Regions from separate parts of the Gossypium hirsutum genome. Here all the other regions are linked to region 2. The links are chromatin contacts, called in public Hi-C maps. All regions are on one chromosome and are shown on one strand. Each heading gives the region's core, a stretch centred on a gene start, on an enhancer-like site or on the middle of the called end of the contact. The rest is flanking DNA. Distances are from core to core; before and after follow the strand shown.

What was found. A called contact is a pair of places that touch in the nucleus more often than the background predicts.
Region 1: a Hi-C map of hypocotyl shows a contact between it and region 2, with 2.5 times the contacts expected there. The contact joins the promoter of LOC107960995 here to the promoter of LOC107960996 in region 2. A contact is called at or near these places in 2 of 34 Hi-C or Micro-C datasets (hypocotyl and leaf).
Region 3: a contact with region 2 is called in a Hi-C map of leaf, with 4 times the contacts expected there. The contact joins the promoter of LOC107959937 here to the promoter of LOC107960996 in region 2. A contact is called at or near these places in 12 of 34 Hi-C or Micro-C datasets (anther, callus, hypocotyl and 3 more).

The regions. Positions count from the first base shown.
Region 1 is chrA05:48,954,848-48,958,457 of Gossypium_hirsutum_v2.1, reverse strand. It overlaps LOC107960995 (homeobox-leucine zipper protein HOX3), which reads right to left and starts at 1,922. Exons shown (of 4, transcript XM_041112580.1): 1 at 1,782-1,922; 2 at 1,425-1,618; 3 at 1,258-1,337. The coding sequence starts at 1,833.
Region 2 is chrA05:48,807,969-48,811,283 of Gossypium_hirsutum_v2.1, reverse strand. It overlaps LOC107960996, which reads right to left and starts at 1,651. Exons shown (of 6, transcript XM_016897240.2): 1 at 1,488-1,651; 2 at 1,315-1,348; 3 at 947-1,017; 4 at 97-235. The coding sequence starts at 1,651.
Region 3 is chrA05:49,006,991-49,010,556 of Gossypium_hirsutum_v2.1, reverse strand. LOC107959937 (sulfhydryl oxidase 2) reads left to right here and starts at 1,328. Exons shown (of 12, transcript XM_016896108.2): 1 at 1,328-1,703; 2 at 3,486-3,510. The coding sequence starts at 1,489.

The DNA of each region.
Region 1 (3,610 bases), core at 673-3,172, 150 kb before region 2:
TTCTTGACTTATTTTCTTAATTTAAAGAAATATATATGTATTAAATGCGCTTGAAAAAACATGAGTAGGTTAATTACGAATTTTAAAAAAAGAAAGAGAGAGGGAAGTATGGGCAATATAAAGCTCTTAAATAAGTAAAAACATTTCGTAATTATCTTTATAATTTCCAAAGGAGAGCAAAGGAATTCAAACTTGGATTTTATTCATAATTTATAAATAAAACGCATTTATTGACTTATTAAAGAGAATACTACAATATAATGTAGCAATAAATCAAAAGAAAACAGCGTTTAATTTCATTCAATAATATAATACACGTATGTAATCATTCATCAATGCATGGCTATGTCCAAAGAATGATGGATCAATGCAGCACTTTATTAATCCTCATAACATTTTATTATACAAGGTAAAAAGGTGACAAATTATATATCAATATGTTATTATAAAAGAGACATGCAATACTCTCAATTGGCGTTATGATTGTTATATATTTGATGTTTTAAGAACCACGACCATCATTGTTTTGATCCTAAAAAGTTGTATCATCTCATGCATGAAATCGAGCCAAATCATTCATTTTTCATAATTATGTTCATTTACTTGTCGGTTTTTTTGTCCTTTTAGTTAAAGAATTATTTATTATTTTAAGTTTCTTTTCTCTTTTAAATATTTTAAAATACAAAATACAAATTATAACCCTTTCATCTGTATATAACATCAACTTCCTTTGATAGCACCAAATTGGCAAATTACCAATAGTTCTAACTTTCTCTCTAGAATCAAATTTATAACCTATGTTTTTATGTAATCACAGATACAATAAATGTTATAACTCACAAAATAAATATTGCATTACAACTGGTATTTGAGTTCATGATTATAAGAACGAAAGTGATATATCAACTTCCAAAGACAATAGTTTGTCGAGGAAAAGACAAAGAAAACAACCCGTAATCATAAAATATCATATCCATAATAACTAAAACTTTGAAAATAATTTGTTTGGTTTTTTATTTTTAAAAGAAAAATGGAAAACATATAGTTTCACTTTCTATCTTTAAATTATTAGTGTACGAAAAAAAAAAAGAATATGTGTAGAATCTGATTCAGATTATATACTTTATGATATTCTTGTCAACGTTTTGATGATATTTACCCTAATCTACTTTTAATCCCACCCACTAAACCAAAATAATAAAAACCCAGATATTTTATAATTTAATTTCAATCAATATATACATATGTGAACAGTACCTGGCTCGACGATTCTGGAACCAAACTTCAACTTGTCGGGGCCGAAGCTTGAGTTCTGAAGCCAATGCTTCTTTCTGCCTCTGAAAAAAAACAAAGGAATATCAAAATAAACTGAATTTATTTATGTAGTTTTTTTTTTGGTGTTTTGATGATTTTATTACACATACAGGGTTTAGGGTATGGTTCTGCCTGAAACTTTCTTCGAGCAAACGAGACTGTTCTTTCGAAAGACGAAGCTTTTTGCGAGGAACGACGCCGTCATTGGTGGTGTTTTCTTCGTCGACGACGACTTCCATGGTGGAGGCGATCCATTCATCATCGGATCCTGGCGATGGTAATCGGTTCATATCCAAATCTCTCGCTGTAAAAAGAAAACACGAAAATTTGAAGCAAAATCAATTCTTCATCAAGCATGAACAACATCAGATCAAATAGAAAACAAAAAACAGACTATTTCATTGGGGGAAAAAACATGGGATTTTCGAGGGGATTGAGGGTTTTGTTTTTTTTTTTTTTTTGCGTACCGGAAGAAGGAACTGATATAGTTAAGTCCAAGTTAGAAGAAGAAAACGCCATGAAATTTGCTGAAGAAGAAAGGTAAAAGGTAAAGTTTTTTTAAAAAAAAAATAATAATAAATAAGGATATGTATTTATATATAGAAGAGAAGAATATGAAAGGAAATGAAATGAAGGAGAAGGAAGATTAGGGTGTGTGATAGATATAAAGGTCAAAGTCATAATAAATACATATAATAAATGGGAAAAAAAATGGTTTTCCAATAAGGAAACAATAAGAATTAAAATAAGAATTGATGATCATTTATGACTAGATTTAATATTTAATATTTAATAATTTAAATTACTTAGATTTAATTATAAAAATTATATTAATTTCTATTTTTATTTTTAAATAATTTCATCTATGAATATTATCAAAATTTAGTGTTACGAAATAAATATACATGAAGAAAATAATTTTTAATATAAAGAAAGCAAATGAGAGAGGAAGTGGTAAAGAAATAGCCCTATTGACTGTGGTGGTGAGGTCAAAGGCTTTGACCCATGTGATGTGAGACACGTGTCAAGAGGATGGAAAATCTAGGAGGGTTGTAGGAGAATAACCGGCAGGTTTTCTGTTAATCAGTGGTGAGTCTGTCTGTGGGTTGAAAGGTCAGGTGATGAAATAATTGGGTCTGATCTAGGAATGGGGCAGGGCAGTCCAAATTTGATTCTATTTTTATTCTTAGATTTATATAAAAAGAAATAAAATATTATAAAAGATGGATGTAAGTTGAGTATGATTATTTATATAATATTGGATTCAATAATTATCACATTTTGACATTTTTCATTCTTTTTTATCTTCTTTAATGCTGATTGCTGACCTTACTTCCGGTTAAGATATAAATATGATTTATTTTAAATTTTAAGAATTTATTATTATTATTAAATTTACTCATATCATCTCTTGTTTGTATAGCATGAATAAAAGTGATTTGTCCTCTATATTCCTAGACACAACAATACATTAGTTAAAATGATTTTTGCGAACAAGGAAGAGCTATGTTTTTTTGAGGTCTCGTCTTTAGATATTAAAGGAATTTTAAAAGAAGATATCGGAAGGGGCATTATATTCCTAGATATTACCTTATAAACTTTTAATATCTTTTAGTCTGGTTTTACACAAAATTAAAAAAAATAAAAAATAAATGCCATTTTCTTAATTTTACTTGTCGAGTATTAAAATTTCGCTGATTATTCAATTAATATGATTTAATTTAAAAATTAAGTTTATTTGACCAAAAAAAAAGAATTGCAAGGGATTAGTGAGGAATTTAATGCTATTTTATTTGATTGAAAAGTTCCGAGGAAACTATAACGCCAAAGTTTGAACATTAATGTAAAGTGAAAAAGGAAATAAATAATAATTTAAAGATATATATTATGTATTTATGGTACCTTTACTTTTAAGTAATTATAATTAGGGGTGGTAATTTTTATATTTTAAAATTAATTAATTGACTTTTTGATTCATTTTGAAGTAATTTGATAAATTATATAAATTTAAGAGTTAAAATGATTGTTTTTATAAAATTGGAGGATGGAAAAAGAAAAAAGGCATATGATAAGAATAGAGAAATGTGGTTTTGGAGGTGTGAAAGGTTGATTGATTAGCATTTCAATTAAGACAAGTAAATAAGGGTTTGATAGTGATGAATTAAAATTAATATTATACTTTGACTTGCTAATTATATTAATTAGTGATAGGAAATTTGGTTTTTAAGGAAATGGGAATCAAATTTTGGTGATGCCCAAATTTGACATGATTATCCCCAACTCTTTCTAAATTAGT
Region 2 (3,315 bases), core at 402-2,901:
AATAAATGAATATTCTTAATCAAGTCTGCAAATGGCGCATAACAAAAATGCTTAAAAATTCCAAGTTACTTGGAATACAAGCATATTTAAACTTACCACAGTGGCAGTGGCTATCATTGTATAGTCGGCCCACCTTAAGTATTTCCTCAGCTTTCCTCTAGAAGAATGATACAAAGTAGAGGCAACTCCAACTCCAATAAGTGAATTAGCATACAGCTTAGTATTAAAATTTCTCCTGCATCCATGTAAACACAGTTTTTATTAAAACATATTATTTAGACTCGGATCTATGCCTGACATGGATATATTCTTTTTCTTTTTCTAAAATGTTTTCTTGGAAAAATCATATCCTCACACCCATATGGTGATACCCATGGTTGAACAACCAACCAGTTAGACCTCCAATTTCAGGTTCAACCCGGATATTCAACTATCAAGAAAAAGTAGAAAACATAAATTAATAATAAAAGATGATTTCATAAAAAGTATAGAAGAATAAGAAACATATATTTATAAAAAAAAAAAGAAAAAAAAAGGAAAAAAAGAATCTACGATGAAAATGAACTGAAACATAATAAAAAAGCCAAATTCTTTTGTTGAAAAATATCCCAAATTAATAAAGCCAGAAAATCCGGTTAGTACCCATTTTTTCCAATTCCCAGTTTTCGATTTTTTACTGATTCTGTGCTGTTCACTAATTTTCTGGTTTAATTTATATGGTTGAATTGCCGGACTAATCGCTTCCCGATCAACCCATTGAATCAATCTGGTCCCTTTTTTCAACCATGCCCGTATCTCGAAGTATATCGGACATAGATATCAAACACAGATGCTTTAAAGAGGACTGTAGAAGCAAATTAAATAGATTGGTATCTTTTTTAAGAAGCAAATTAATAGATTGGTAGATTGATATCCTTTTTATGATGCAAATTAGAGAGAATATTACCTAGGGGCCTGGATCCCAAGAGCAATAAAGGGGAGTGATGTCAACACATTGGCAACTGTCTCCACAAGATTCTGGTCCCGTAACAAATTTTTCAAAGATTAGCATAGGCAAAGAATCTTAGATAGCAAAATTGAGAGCCAAGACATACACTCTTAAACTGTTTTTCTCGAATTTAAGTATGAGGGTCAGAAACGGTATGTGTCTAAGAAAAGCATATTAGATTTTTTCTAAGTTTTTTCTTGTATTTGGAGGCTCCTTGAAAGGATCATAGCCCTATAGCCATGTCCAAAAACAAGTCAGTCACAATTACTTCGAGAAAAATGAATGTCATTAGTACTTATTGCCATACCTTGCATACAACATCTTACAGGCCTTAAACAAGCTGGTCTCTGTTGCCATACCCTGAAAAACAGGTTTAAGCAAGTATATTATATTGAAATCACAGGCAAAACTAGTGCATTCACGAGGCTTTCTAGAAATAAATTGATAAGATAAGATTTAAACAGATCAACACTAATAGATATTTATTGCTTTAACTTACTGCATCAATAGTGGTTGATTTGCTGTAATGAATGATTTATCATGACTGGATTGGAAATCCCCTTGTTGGTTAATCTCCTCTAATGCAGATTGTGAATGAGGAAACACTTGCACCCCATGCAAACCCTCTAAGGCTTTACTATGTCTTAGTGCATTGGGACTCATGATCCTCGAAAGAAAGCGAAAAAAGTTTTAGCTGCCAGCAAAAACTTGCTGGCAATGGTTGGAAGAAGAGCGTAAGGTGCAATTTTTGTGCTAACCTGTGTACAAAGAAGCAATGTTGGGATCAAGTGCTAATATATGACACTCTTCATTTTTCTTTAAGTACTTATGTTTGATACTCTTACGCTAATTTGGGTATGCGTATAGGAATAGTACCCTCCAAATAATGGAAAAATTAGAAAAAAATTAAAGCATATCCGATCTGACACTCACAACAAGTCCGAGTAACATAGATATATATTGAATTCATGTTCAACAAGTTAAGCATATAATAAGGCTTCTAATAACACCAATTTGAAGAATTAGAATTGTCCTATGAATTAATGGGAGGTATAGTTTGATAGATATTAGTTTATTGAACGCCAAAAGAAGATCAGTTATAAAGAACCTATTCATTGTATGGCTTTCATTGGGAAATAAACGCAAACATTTAGCGAACGATGTCAATCTATGCAGTTAATAAAGCAGCATCTGAAAGTTCAACCAGAATAGCAATCTACACATGAATGATCCTCCGAATATACGAAGAAACTTTAAAAAATTGAACATACTCTTACATACCTGTATCCAATATCATACCCTAGTCTGAATAACATATAATACTCTCATAATATATTTCTTCCAACAATTTTAAGCATATGATCTAGCCTGTGAAAAACCCATCATAAACCACCAAATTGTGCATTCAGCAACTTCCAATGCCAAATTGTGATTTATCCATTAAGAATCCAGCGGCTTTGAAGAAAAGCCTTTTGATTTCAAATACTCCCTAAGAACTAGTTTTAGATAGCTAATCAAAAACCTCGGCCAATTAAATTCAAATCATTAACAGTCTGCTTGAAGCAAACCCAAATCTTAATAACAAACATAACCATTCAAAACCGTATCCATGATTTCCCAGGAATTCGCAAGCATCAAAATCCAGGGGCAAAAAAACCAGAAATGGGTTCCCAAGATACAAGCAAAAGAAGCAACCCCACATCAAGAAAATGGAAAACAACATCATTCCCGAGAATCAAAAAACAAATACACTGTATGTATGCATCATTATCATGATTACTATCAAGAAACATGTGTGTGGATGCATGTGTATATATGTGTATGTATGGAAGTACCTGGGAAGATGTGGGGCAAGCTGAGAAGAGAAGTGAAAGGATTGAAGATGCAGCCGAGGAGCTAAATTTTTATCCCTCAGAAAAAAAGTATAATTTTCATTAAGAAAATAAGAGAAAAACAGGAACAGAAAGATGATGAAGAAGAAGAAGGAGAAGATGGGAATGAGACAGGAATTTGTCTTCAATTGAGTGTCTGGATATTCTCCTATGCCTAATCAATATTCGCCACCTATACGCCAGTAGATTTGATTATTTTAGTAACCATTTATAGGGTTTCGGTTAAACTGATTTAATTGACTGAAACCCTTTTTTTTATTCAGTTAATAATTGAGGAAAAAATTCAATTATTCGTTAATTTAATTTGATTTAATCCAATTTTTTATTTATGAAAAAAAGGGATCGATTAATTTAATTTATTTGGTTGGAAGTGGGATAGGGTACAACTTGACGCCTTTGGCTAAATGAAATAATCGTAATTTTAATCCTTAATTA
Region 3 (3,566 bases), core at 79-2,578, 200 kb before region 2:
TTAATTCATTTAATTATTTTCAAAACCCAAATCATATGAAACAATTTATATTTCAAATATTTTTCTTTTTCTTTTCTTATAATGAAAAACAATTTCCCTCATTTTTATATATTTTTATTTAATTTTTAGAATTTTTAAAAATTTTAAAACACTTTCAATTTTTATCATTTTATATAGAATTGATAGAAAGTATAAAAGTTAAAGACTAAAATTGTTATTATACCAACTAAGAAATTAATCACTTAACAGTTGAGTGACAAAAAAATTGAAAACATTAGTGACCAAATTGTAAATTTTCAAAGTTTATTGATCGAAATAAAAACTTACCCATAATTAATTGACTAATGTTATAATTTATCTTTTTTATTAACTAAGCACGAGTTTCGAAAAATAGATATATTAAGGGATAATATAATCTTTGGCTCTTGAACTTGGCAACCAAGTTCACTCTGGTGCCTGTACTTTTTTGGTCCACTTTGGCATTTGAATTTGACAATTAGGTTAATTTTGGTCTCTAAATTTGAAAAATATAAAAATTTTAATGATCAAGTGATGATGTGGTATAATCTTAATGCCACATTTAATGTTTTAACAATTGGACTGATCGTCGAACAGATCAAACATTCAACCAATTTGAACGGTTTGAATGCGAGATCAACAATAATTAAATAAAAAATTCAATACTCATACACAACTTTTAAATTTTACCAATTTCAAGCAGTTTCTAAGTCAATCGGTTCAACCCCTTTGTTGGATTACATCGATTAGTTCTCTGCCCATTTGATCTGATAACACTAGTAACATCATTAAATTTTAACAGAATCTAAGTTTAGGGATAAAAATGGATCTAGTTGCTAAGTTCAAAAACAAAAGTTGACCAAAAAAGTATAAATACTAAAGTGAACTTAGTTACAAAGTTTAAGAGCCAGAAATTATATTATCCCTATATTAAAGGTATCTAATTGAATTATTAAAATTTTATAAAATATATTTTAGGAACGCAATTAAATTACGAAAAAAAAAACAAATTACTTACAAAAATTTAATTCAGCTCAACCTTACCTTGTCTCCTAAACACCGAACTCTTCAACTTAGATCTTTCCTTATTTGTTTTATATTGAATCTAACTATGATCTCAGTCCCTACACTTTTTGGATTTCTAAAATTTAGTCTCTTTACTTTTTGATTTTAAAAATTTGATCCCTCTACTTGTCAGTATAATTGATAACACTCCTTTAGATTGGACTTCAGGTTTCAAATAAGGCAAGTAGAGGATTAAATATTTGGAATTAAAATTAAAGAGACATAATAGTAGAGGGAGTGGAACAGATTTATAGCTTATATATTTTTAAAATTTTAATATCCTACAAAAAGGTCAAAAACGTCGTAAAGAAAGGGCTTTTCATTTCGATTCAGATGAAGCTTTAAAAACTAAAAAGGGAAAGAAAACATAAAACATATTCAGTTTTCTTTTTCTCCCTATTTCTGATGTCTCATGTGTATTGGATTCTGATTTTGAACCTTTGGATCTTAAAAGCGACGTCGTTGCAATCGGGATCGAGGACGGTGCTTCGAGAGATTGGCAGCGGCGGCGGTGGTAGTGATCCGAAGGATTATGGCGTTGAACTGAACGCCACGAATTTCGATGGAGTTCTCAAGGACACTCCTGCTACTTATGCTATAGTCGAATTCTTCGCTCACTGGTTAGTACTTTTTTTAGTAATCATCCATTCTTAGCTAACCAACTGTTCTAAATCTTGAGCTTTTAGAAACGAAGAATATGCTCAATTTTCATAGTTCTTTGTAGTTGACCGTGTTGACTGTGGAAGAAATTTTTTATTTTATTTTATTTATTTACTTGATCAAAACTTAATATGCTGAAAATTAGCCTGAAATTTGGTTGTCGTGGTGAAGACCGGTACAGCTGAGCATGAGCAAACAAACAAACAAACAAACCGAAACCGATTTTGAACCGTAGTGTTAGGAACAGTTTTGGTTTGGCTTTTATTAGTTCCATTCGATTTCGTTCAGATACTAATTTAAACCTATTCGGTTAAGTTCGTTTTAGTTTCGAAAGTAAAAACAAAAACGTACTCAAAGCCTAATTATATTTTTTATTGAATATTTTATTTTATTTTTAAGTTAGTGGAAAATAAAATTTAATACAATTTTTTAAATTTTGGAAAAAGATGAATCAAGCCGATCCAAACAATTGTAGTTTGGTTCAGTTTGGCTAGGTTCATTATAAATGGATTTTGGTTTGGTTCCTAAGATTTTGCCTGTTAGGATGTAAAGAAAATTGGAAAGATGAGAAATTGAAGAGTAGAAAAAATAGAACGATAGAAAATATAATATTTCTTTCCATAAGTGTGCGTGTTACGAAAGGAATAGTAAAGGAAAATTTGAAAGAATTCTTTCCATGAAAAGAAAATAAAATATTTGAAAAATATATAATTTTGAACTAACATACACCTGGCTCTCATTTTCTCTCATCACATTCCAATTTGGAAGGATTGGGTATTATCCATTAGGATAGAAATGATCATCTCTCCTATTTTCTTTCCTGCTAAGTACACTCAAAATTTATATTCTTTTCACTTTTTCACTCCATGCTCTTTTTTTTTTTTAAGTTAATAAACGTTTAAAATTGTAGACATGGATATATTGAATCTTTACGAGTTTCCTTTCCATATAATTGAATGCATCATATTATAACGTATAATTGCTCGATTTTAAGAATTAGATGGATCACTATGTAGGAAATTGAATGTCCCTTTTTGTTCACCGAACAAAGTCGGTTATTTTAACCTTTTTCAGTTTTCTTTGTATATAATTGAATGCATTTGTATTATAATATATAATTGCTGGAATTTAAGAATTAGAGGGATGGCTTTTCACATTTTTATACTAGATAGAGAATTGGTGTTTTAAAGTTCATGTTCGTATTCTTAAATATCATAATGCGTGAGATATGAGGAATGACTTTTCAGAATTCAACAATGGTTCTTTTTGTTTATTTCTATAACAAACTTGTGCCATTTCCCCTCCTAACCTTCCTGAATTGTTTCGAAATTTGACACTTTCTGATAAACATAAATATGAGGGTATTTTTTTTACATCCAAATAGGAAATGAGTTGGCAAACCAATGAATGATCACGGTTGTTCATATTTCATAGCCAGATTGATGTATTGCATTGATTCAGTAATGAACTTATCCAGAATCCAATTACCCTTAATATAATTTATTTCCTAATAGTTTCCGTTTTTGCTCAATTTTATGTAATTTATAACTGCAAAAGCTTTTACTTTCTCATGAAAATGGAACATTTTATGCACAAGTGCATGTGCTTGCATGCAGTGAACTTGCCTGTTTCCATAGAACTGCCATGCTGCCTAGGTTAAGTTTTACATAGCTAAAAAGTTTAGTTGCATGCTTCATGCCAGTTGTTAAACGACTCTCTTTTCTGTGATTATTACTTTTCAGGTGTCCTGCTTGCAGAAATTACAAGGTATATCGCAGTCTATTTTGCACTCAGTGTTTTTCATATCTTCACTTTCTTATGAT